3 separate regions of the Mus musculus genome follow, and all the other regions are linked to region 2. A link is a contact called in public Hi-C and HiCAR-type data. All regions are on one chromosome and are shown on one strand. Each heading gives the region's core, a stretch centred on a gene start, on an enhancer-like site or on the middle of the called end of the contact. The rest is flanking DNA. Distances are from core to core; before and after follow the strand shown.

Region 1 (3,401 bases), core at 508-3,007, 720 kb before region 2:
TGCTCTCTTGCTCTGGCTCTTGCTTCTTGCTCCTGAAGATGTAAGCAATAAAGCTTTTGCCGCAGAAGATTCCGGTTTGTTGCGTCTTTCCTGGCCGGTCGCAAACGCGTGTAAGAGATGGTGGCTATTAAAAGACATTTAGAATATTGAAGGCTTATCCATGAACAGGATAGTGGGATCCTGGCCTCTCTTCCCTGAGCCTCTCAACTGCCAGGAGATGAATGGCTTCCTCTACCACCCACTCCTGCCATGATCCTCCTGCCATGATCCTCCTGCCATGATCCTCCTGCCATGATCCTCCTGCCATGATCCTCCTGCCATGATCCTCCTGCCATGATCCTCCTGCCATGATCCTCCTGCCATGATCCTCCTGTGGGATCAGGAGAAACAGAGTGCCTGAATCTGGAGCTGGGGTGAACCTTCCTTCCTTCCTTTCCTTTGAGAATATGTGTATGTTTCTGTGTGTGCAAGCATGTGTGTGAGTTCATGTATGCTGAGAAGTGCACACATGTGCACTTGCATATGGGGGTCAGAGGTCGACATCAGTTGTGCTTCTCTGCTGTTCTCCACCCTACGTTTAGAGTCAGAGTTCGCTTGACCCAGGCACTCACAGATTTGAATGGAACAGCTAGCCAGTGAGCTCCAGAGTGACTGTTCCCAACCCAACCCAGCCCTAAGCCCTACGACTATAGGTGTGCACTGCTGTACCTTGCAGTTGGCATAAGTCCTGGGAGTCTAACCTCAGGTCTTCATGCTTTGTGTCCAGCACTTTACTACTGAGTATCTTAGTCAGGGTTTCTATTCCTGCACAAACATCATGACCAAGAAGCAAATTGGGGAGGAAAGGGTTTATTCAGCTTACATTTCCACACTGCTGTTATCACAAAAGAAAGTCAGGACAGGAGCTCAAGCAGGTCAGGAAGCAAGAGCTGATGCAGAGGCCATGGAGGGGTGTTTCTTACTGGCTTGCTTCCCCTGGCTTGCTCAGCCTGCTCTCTTATAGAACCCAAGACTACCAGCCCAGAGATGGTCCCACCCACAAGGAGCCCTCCCTCTTTGATCACTAATTGAGAAAATGCCTTGCAGCTGGATCTCGTGGAGGCATTTCCCCAACTGAAGCTCCTTTCTCTGTGATAACTCCAGCCTGTGTCAAGTTGACACAAAATTAGCCAATACACTGAGCCAACCCCTAGTTTCAATGTTTCTTCTTTTTTGTTTGAACGTAAGCAGTATCTTGTCACAGTGATGCAAAGGTGACAAATACCCACTGATGTCTTCATTGCCACAGCTCTGTGTGGAGGGTGGCATTTCCTCAGCTTGTTTGCTTGGGAACACTGAAGCCTACCACTTCAATAGCTAGGATGTCCAGGACATTACAATGGATAGGAAATTGGCATATTCCTGAAAAGCAATGCATTTGAAAATGTATTTTAAAATGTTCATTATGAATCACCCCAAACACAGAGAGGTGGATATAAAAACAAGTTCTCCAATCTTCCCCCTCCTTCGTTGCTTTGGGAAGATCTCCCTGCTTCTTGTCATGGGAGAGAATGAGCCTAAGGTATGTTAATTTGGCAAGATTACCGAATTGTACAAAAGAGATGGTCATAAGACAGCATTCTCCAAGGAAATGAGACCAGAAACCAGAGAGAATGTGGAACAATTTTATTCACTTGCTGTCTACTGCTGGCTTGCCTTTGAAATATGGAGACACTCTAACACATTAATCATCAGAGGGAGCCTTTCATCAAGCCAAATTGAAGTCTCTCAGCATCCACAGAAGATTTACTGTTCTTAGTGGGTGTAGGCAGAAGGGAGCCAAGCAAGCCAGTCTCTTCTTTTTTCCTCCAGCCAGTTTGCCTTGTGATGTGCTGCTCTGTTTCCAGGGTCCTGGATCAGTGGCAAGCCCTGCCACCTCAGCCCCTTCATGGAGAAGGGAAGAGGCCCAGGCACCTTAGGAGCTCTGTGGTGGGTCAAACCCATTGAGTTAGACAGTTGAAAGCACAGAGCACAGAATTCTTCTCTTGCTCCAACCAAGACCAGCCTCCAAGCTCTAGATAGGATTTTTGCTAACCTCCCTTTCCTGGCTAACCTTGCTTCCTGGCTATTATTCAGCAATTCCAAATCCCTCTTTAAGCCTCTAGCATCTTTTTAGCTGTAGAAAGAGAATGAAAAAATGCACCTGGTGGGTCTTTTCTTTCTTTTTTATTTTCCCAGTTGCCAGTGATTCAGCTTGAAAGCCAAAGAGGCACAGGTCCTAGGAATTTGTGCAATGCTCTCTGGAGATGCTCCAAGCGGTCTCTGCAGCCTGCCAGGCACTCCCAAACATGGCTCTAGATGGTATCGTGTACTTTTAGGGTAGTGACTTACCAGTAATACATAGCCTACACATGCAGAGGTCTGGCGCTTGGGATGTTTTAAATCAATCTCTCTGTCTCTCTGCCTCTCTTACTCTTTCTCTCTTGTCTCTTTCTGGCTCTGTCCTTTCCTCCCACTGTCCTTCTGTCTCTCTGCCACGAAGAGGATGGCCAGCCACATATATCTTAACAGCTCCATACTCGAAACAGCTATAGCTCAGCATTACCGGCATAGCCCCCCAGCACTTCCCTCCTATGAGTCTCAGAAAGGTCAACATAAACACAAATGTGGTTTTCCATGTGAAGAACTAACATTTTCAATTTAGTTCTTGATGAATTCTCAGAACTAGATTAATCACTCAACAGCATTTAGCAAACACCACTCATGTGCTATGCTGTACACATTTACAACAGGGATGCCACAAAGAACAACGTGAACACAGAGCAAGGCTTGAGTGGGATATGTAAAAAGAATAAGATGGGCACAACAAATAAACAAACACAAACAAAACAAAACCCAAACAAACAAAAAACCAAATAAGCACTTGAATCTAATTTTGGTAAAATTATACTGTCCCTATGAAACAAACAAACAAAAAACCCAAGGATTTGATGTCATGTTTCTAGTTGGGTAATAGGTTTGTGGTATTACTAGCTGGATTTTCAACTCCAGTTTTAACTCACATGTAGAATCATTTTCTGAATTATAGCTAGAACACCTGTTGAGCTGGAGCAACAGAAAATGCAACAACAATGGCAAACATAATACCTATGCTTCTTGGACTCCCTTGCAGCTAAGGTCTGGTTGCACCCTCCCTGTGTGAGACTCAGAGAATGTGAGCAGCAGGTAGAGGCCAGAGAAGCACAGATCTCTTGGCAAGCCTGGTGGCAAAGATGCTCCTCCCTCCTTCAGTGTTTGTGGGTGTTCAAGAACAGAGGGTGGTGATGAGGTTTTGATACATCTAACTTGTGTTGTTTTAAAAATTAAAAACAATCCAAAGCCTGTCACAGGAAAGAGTTTTCCTACATGGATATTTTATAGCA
Region 2 (3,181 bases), core at 195-2,694:
ATGCTGGCATTATTAGCAGGTGGTGATAGGGAGGAGGTGGCGCCTAGGTGGAAGAAGGTCACTAGAGGTATCTCTAGCATTATACCTTGCCCTGGCCTCTTCCTGTAGGCCAGATTCTCCAGTCTTATAATTCCACAAACTGCTGCTCTGTAGTGCCATGAAGGACTGAACCCTCTCAAAATGTGAGTCAACACATCTTTCCTCACTGTGTTAGCTATTCTGTCATGGCTCTGACAAACAATACACTCGTAGTCCCTAGGATATAATGTTAAGTTTGTGCTTGCTTCCTTAGTACCTTTATTTAAGTGCTGAGAACTTATTATGGCTGTAACAAATTACTACAAAGTTAGATGTATAAAACAACTCATTGATTTGGATTAGGGAGCTGTGGAGGTCAGAAATCTAAAATCCAGGCATATTTGAGTTCTTTCGGGGTAGAAGCCACTTCTCCCCTCTTTTCAGTCTTCCAGAGATGCATGCATTCTTTGGCTCATTGACTCTTCCACACATCACTCAACTATTTTGTGTCCCAGCTCCTACAACTAACTGGCTTGGAAGCTTTTGCCTCTCCCTTTTATAGGGATTTATAGTGGCTGATTACACAATGAGCTCCTGGATAATGTAAATTTAATTGCATCAGCTAAATTCTTGTGCCAGATAAAGTAACATATTCGTGTACTCTGGTGATTAGAGGATAGAGATCAGGAGTGTACTGCCATTCCTGACCCTTAGATGTGTCAACAAGAAATTAAGGCACTCAACCGTCTATAGAGATCATTTTTTATATTGCTTAAAGTGGACCTTCACCATCAGAAGGGCCATCCTTTATGGGTTACCTGCCCCGGTGCATATTAACTATGCTTGAATTTGAAATTTTTTCCTCCTTTGACACGGGCCTCACGATATAGCCCTGGCTGGCCTGGAAGTCACTATGTAGAACACAGGGATTCCTCTCCCTCTACTCCCAAGTGCTGAGACCAATGGCATCCGCCACCAGGACTGGTTCGTGTAAACAGCGTTTTGCTGAAATAAAATCGAACAAAACACACAGTCGTCCTCCATTTTTATTATTGTCATCTTGTTACAGAATTACAAGATTACAGCGTCTTTTTAGGAAACCATCCCGGACGTCTAGACCTACCGCAGCGTCGTGGGTAGGCGAGCAGGTGATGCCCTGGACAACAGGGAGGCCTTGGTGGCCTCCTTTCCATGAGCCTCCGAGACCTCGCGAGGTCCTGCCGAGAAGCTGTCGCCCCTGCAGCGCCGGCCTGATCACTTTGACCGGGTCTCCCGGAACTACGGACGACAGGAGCGCAGCCCTCACCCTCGCCGGCAGAGACTCGGCTCCGCGCTCGCCCCGCCTTTCCCCTTCCGCTGAGTCCAACCCCCGGAGCTTCCGCCCGCGCTCAGGCGTGCGCCGGTCTCCGTTAGCTTCTACCGCGGGGGAGGGAGAACGGTGGAGGTGTGGCTGCGCGTGCGCAGAGCGAGCGAGAACCCGAACGCTCCGCGGGGCGCAAGAGTCCGTGGCGGCCACAGTTCGCAGGTGAGCGGCGCTCGGGCTTCCGCATCCGGTCGGTCTCCAGCGGGCGAGACGGCCCTCCCCTGCGTTCGGGGTCCGTTTCCCCGGTTCAGTGCCCGACGGAGGCGAGCACCCGGGGTGGGTACCGCCGAGCCTCCACGGTGGGGGGGACACAGGCTGTCCTCAGCCCTAGGCGCCGCCACCTCGGCCTCGCTAGCCCGCAGGGCGAGCGACGTGGTAACCGCTATTAAAAAAAAAAAAAAAAAAAAAAAAACGATAGCCCGGCCCGCAGGACGCGAGAGGAGGCGTGGAGTCGGGGTCCGAGCCCACGGCTGCCCCTCTCCGGGCGCTTGAACCCGAACCCACAGCTCTGAGGCACTGAGTGTGAAGAGGCAACCGACTGGGGTCCTGGAAGAAGCCCCAGACTCCTGAAAACCAGGTGTTCAGTTTGAGCCAAGATTTTTGTATGCTTAATTTGGTGCCCTATTGTGTCCATATCGACAGATAAGGACTTATCTCAAATGTACAAAATGCCGTTTTTAATGACAGGTTATTCGAGTATTCTTTCTGGTGTATTGGGAAAGCGCTGTTATTTCTACTGCTAGTTCTGCATAAGCTAAAACATCACTCTCCAAGTAACTTCCAGGTAGCTTTGACAGCAACCTGGCTCGATCCACCAGAGGGTTGTTAGAGTCTCATGAACCATCCTTTGATTTTTATCCTTCTCCCGTGTGTTGTAAGATAATCTTAACGATCCTATAAAGCTACAATTTTTCTTGCCTATTCCCGAATGTAAGTTGAATTAGAAGCAACCTTGATGTAAATTTTGGCAAAAGAATCGTTAATGAGGGAGATCGTCCGCTAAGTTTTCCTGGAACTTAAGTTTGTGTGTGTACAGCCACTCTTGCCCAATAGAAATTCTGACTATAAACACCAGAAATTTGACATACACTAGGCAGTGGGCCACCTCTCCAGCGGAGAGAGGGACATTATCAAAATACGCTGGAAACATGATGGTTTTATTCTGTTTACATAGGAGGCAGAGTAAGAACCTGGGCTGAGCCTTAAATCTCCAGACCTCTTTGTGGGATAAACCCAACTGTTGTAGGTCTTTTTCTAGACACTGGATGTATAAAGGTGAACAAGAAAGACCTCTGGAGCGCCCAGTCTGGTAAGAGTGGCTATACCTCCACCTCCTCCTCGCCCCATCCTCTCCTCTCTCCATCTTTCTCCAGAGCTCAGGTGATCCTCTTAATTTGGCTTCACTAGTAGTTGATTTATAAGCACACGCTATAAGGGGTCCAACGCTAGCCAGTCTCGTGAGGAGACTCCCGTAGGCAAAGTTTTAGACAAATCTCTTCCCGTTCTGCTCTTGGACCCCTAGAAACTAATTAGACGAGACAGCATCAGTGTGGAAGACCACAGTACAATTTCCTGTGTCCTTCATCCGGTGCCATTCACCGTCTCTTTTGAGAAATGGCCTTGTTTGGCCTAGAACTCACCAAGTAGAAGACTGGCTGGCCAGCAAGTCCTTAAGGATCCACCACCTCAGCACCATGTTTACAAACACACGCCAGCGCCCTCTCCTCCCCCCAACTGGAGCACTGGAACTATTTAAGCTTTTCTATCTCACCCAACCTACTTCTGAATAAACCTAAGCAT
Region 3 (3,609 bases), core at 218-2,717, 680 kb after region 2:
CCAGCCCAATGTGAAAACTCAGAGCTAAATAGTAATTATACTACAGGTACTGTGTGTCAGCTCTGTGCAGGGCCTTCCCAAATGCCCAAACACCCTCTCCCTCATCATTTAATCCTCTCTGGAAGGTAGCAGGTAACTTTAGCTCACTCTGGTTAAGAACTGTTCTCTGTGTCACATAGCTGGCAGGTCCAATCGGGTTTATATTATCTATTGCTATGTAGCTGTACAGCCCTAAACATGATGGCTTACCACAGTACAAAACTCACAGCCTCTGGGTTGGGAATCCAGGGATGGCTTAGCTGGGTCCTTTGCAGCAGAGCCTTGCTAACCTGTCATTAGGCATTAACTAGTACTGCAACTCGTCTGAGACTCAGCTGTTGAGCCAGTGCCTCACGAAGCATTGGCCAGAACTGGATTCCTTGCAAGTGGGGAAGAACAGAGATTCCTAATTTCTTGCTAGCTTTTATCTGGAAGCAGCCCTTAGCTTAAATTTGCCATGTGGGCCTCCCTAACACTGCCAGCAGGCAAGAGAGTATCCATGAAAGACAGGTTGAATCTTACACGATGACATGAATTTGCTCATATAATAGTTACGTCGTTGATGTGTTCTGTTGGCTAAAAGCAAGTCACAGCTCCTATCCAAACTGAGGAGGACAGGTCCCAAAGACAGTAAAGGCTCAGCGAAGGGCTTGGGGCATCTACAACATGGTCACCTGCTTTAACTCCAGTGGAAGCTGGATCTCTATAAATCTAAGAGGAGGATGATACAGGAGAGATACAGGAAGGCTTCTTGGACTTCCTGTGACAAGAGAACATGGACTAGAAGAAAAGATGGTGTGCTTTTGTGGACAGAACTTCAGTGGGGAGGAGGTGCCTTGGGCACAGCACTCCACCCTGGGAAGCTGGGACTCTGGCAGCATAGCCTTGGAAAGTGAGCCTCCTCCTCAGCCCCAAAGCCCACTCCTCTTAGAGGATCAAGCAGAGAATTGAAATTCACTCCAGCTTGTTTCATGTGGAAGTGCTTGACCTTACAAAGTGGAGGGAGAGGGTACATGTAGTTTTGTATTTCTGAAGTGCTGGCATAGGTTTTAAAGACACTTCCTGCAGCCTCAAAATAGCTTGAGCAACAAGACTGTTTTTCTTTCTATACAGAAAGCGAAACTACCGACAGTGTGGCCAGTGATGAAGAGAACGCAGAGGTAAGCCAGTTTGTGTGTGTGTGTGTGTGTGTGTGTGTGTGTGTGTGTGTGTGAGAGAGACAGACAGACAGACAGACAGACAGACAGATAGACACAGACAGACAGAAAAACTGAGAGAGACAGAGAACATCCATATCCTACAATTCACCCTAGCTTTTTAGTCTAATCTTAAAATGAAGTGCTGGGCGGGGTTGAGGGAGCACAGTGTGACCCTCAGAAGAGAGATCAATATAACATGGCAGGAAGAGGAACTCGAAGTCAGGGCCAGGAAATGTTGATATTCTTCTGGCTGTAAACATCCTGATTTGCCAACAGAAATAGAATGGCCTACCCAGCCCAAGCAGTGAACAGAAAGAAGTAAGCAAGTGAACAGAAAGAGCTGAGTAAAACGATCTCCTCACAGTTCGGTCCCTTCCTCAGTGGCCCCGCAGAGAGGGTGTGTGTCCAGTCTCTGCTCCCCACCCACCTGCTTCCGGCTTCCCTCTTAGGCCAGCCAGGCTCACACAATGGCAGGAAGTGGCTCTAAAGCTGATGGGGAGAACAGGGATTGGTTGTAGGAGAAGCTGATGTTTGTTAGAATTCCTAATATTCCAAGTTTGGGAATTCTGAGAGGACAGTAGGCAGCCATGCTGACTGATTTCATGATCTGGTTTCTTCAAGGACCTTTAATCCCTTTTCTGCTTGGCAACCAGTAAGGCCAACTGTGGCTCAAAAAAAAAAAAAAAAACCCGTGTCTCAGCTCCACCCATTTAAAAAGCAATCAAAAGGCATTTGCTGTTTGTAAGCTCCTTACTCTATTCCTCTGAAAAGGCAGGGTAACTCATTAGGTTGGGCCATCCATTATGTCTGGACACTACCCAGTACCAAGCCTGGACAGGCTGAGCATAGGAGCCAAGCTGCCATCATGTTCCGTGTCTTTGTAGAACAGTCTTGACCAGGGACAGCTCATGGGCATTCACTTGAAAAGTAAGAGAAGGCATTGTTTTGCCTATGCCATTCAGCGGAAGGGAAAGAACGCAATGTATCTTGATTGTTTTCTCTGAAAGGGGAGACCACACTGGAGGAAGAGGAGCATCGAAGGCAAGCAGTACCTCAGCAACATGGGGACACGGAACACCTATCTGCTGCCCAGCATGGCGACCTTTGTCACCTCCAACAAGCCAGATCTGCAGGTCACCATCAAAGAGGATAGCTGTCCGATGCCTTACAACAGCTCCTGGCCCCCATTTACAGACCTTCCCCTTCCTGCCCCAGTGACCCCCACGCCCAGCAGCAGTCGGCCAGACCGGGAGACCCGGGCCAGTGTCATCAAGAAGACATCTGATATCACCCAGGCCCGTGTCAAGAGCTGTTAAGCCTTTGACTCTCCCTGGTGGTTGTTGGGATTTCTTAGCTTTGTGTTGTTCTTTGTTTGTATTATATTATTTTTTTTCTCTATGATACCTATCTTAGACACATCTAAGGGAGAAAGCCTTGACGATAGATTATTGATTGCTGTGTCCAACTCCAGAGCTGGAGCTTCTTCTTAACTCAGGACTCCAGCCCCCCCCCCCCCTCGGTAGATGCGTATCTCTAGAACCTGCTGGATCTGCCAGGGCTACTCCCTCAAGTTCAAGGACCAACAGCCACACGGGCAGTGGAGGTGCTGCGTTGCCTACGGTCAAGGCCAGCATGGTGGAGTGGATGCCTCAGAACGGAGGAGAAAATGTGAACTAGCTGGAATTTTTTTATTCTTGTGAATATGTACATAGGGCAGTACGAGCAATGTCGCGGGCTGCTTCTGCACCTTATCTTGAAGCACTTACAATAGGCCTTCTTGTAATCTTGCTCTCCTTCACAGCACACTCGGCGACCCCTTCTGTGTCCACTACCCCACTACCCACCCCTCCCTCCTCAACCCCTCCATCCCGGTCCTCTATGCGCCCCTTCCCCCCAACCAATCCCATCACAACCTCTTACCTATCCTTTCCCTCCCAACCCCTTCTATCCCAGCCCACCACCTACCCCACTCCTCCCCAACTCCTCCATTCTAGCCCATTACCCACGCCTCTCTCCTCAGCCCAGCCTACCCCATCCCACCCTGTTCCTTTCCTCCAGTTTCCTCTCCTCAAAGGCAAGGCTCTACATCTTGGAGGAGGAGGAGGAGAAGAAAATGAGTTTCTTCACCGCTGTCCCATTTTAAGACTGCTTGAATAATAAAAAAAAAATCTTTCTAATCTGCTATGCTTGAATGGCACGCGGTACAAAGGAAAACTGTCATGGAAATATTATGCAAATTCCCAGATCTGAAGACGGAAAATACTCTAATTCTAACCAGAGCAAGCTTTTTTATTTTTTTATACAAGGGGAATATTTTATTCAAGGTAAAAAAATTCTAAATAAAATATAATTGTTTTTTATCTTTTCTACA

What was found. A called contact is a pair of places that touch in the nucleus more often than the background predicts. HiCAR-type assays count read pairs that join an accessible place to other places.
Region 1: a contact with region 2 is called in a HiCAR-type map of astrocytes, with 4 times the contacts expected there. The contact joins the enhancer-like site here to the promoter of Cfap97 in region 2. A contact is called at or near these places in 6 of 39 promoter capture datasets (the 3T3-L1 cell line, cranial neural crest, embryonic stem cells and 2 more) and 5 of 115 datasets of contacts at active chromatin or transcription factors (astrocytes, embryonic hindbrain, embryonic stem cells and 1 more).
Region 3: a contact with region 2 is called in a Hi-C map of uterus, with 4 times the contacts expected there. The contact joins the enhancer-like site here to the promoter of Cfap97 in region 2. A contact is called at or near these places in 2 of 39 promoter capture datasets (the C10 cell line and hippocampal neurons), 2 of 484 Hi-C or Micro-C datasets (CD4 T cells and uterus), 2 of 115 datasets of contacts at active chromatin or transcription factors (bone marrow-derived dendritic cells and memory CD8 T cells) and 1 of 9 other capture datasets (liver).

What each region holds. Positions count from the first base shown.
Region 1 is chr8:45,446,729-45,450,129 of GRCm38.p6, forward strand. No RefSeq gene overlaps it. Among named protein-coding and RNA genes, the nearest start is that of Tlr3, 38 kb to the left of the region's middle. Within about 2 kb of position 1,758, at least 19 of the 459 cell types and tissues checked have an H3K27ac peak or open chromatin away from gene starts, as enhancers often do. A contact at or near this core is called in astrocytes, where this site is marked.
Region 2 is chr8:46,162,207-46,165,387 of GRCm38.p6, forward strand. Cfap97 (cilia and flagella associated protein 97) reads left to right here and starts at 1,445. Exons shown (of 5, transcript NM_025747.4): 1 at 1,445-1,543.
Region 3 is chr8:46,843,669-46,847,277 of GRCm38.p6, forward strand. It overlaps Irf2 (interferon regulatory factor 2), which reads left to right. Exons shown (of 9, transcript NM_008391.4): 8 at 1,153-1,199; 9 at 2,246-3,609. The coding sequence ends at 2,554. Among named protein-coding and RNA genes, the nearest start is that of Gm39170, 15 kb to the left of the region's middle. Within about 2 kb of position 1,468, at least 142 of the 459 cell types and tissues checked have an H3K27ac peak or open chromatin away from gene starts, as enhancers often do. A contact at or near this core is called in bone marrow-derived dendritic cells, liver, memory CD8 T cells and 1 more, where this site is marked.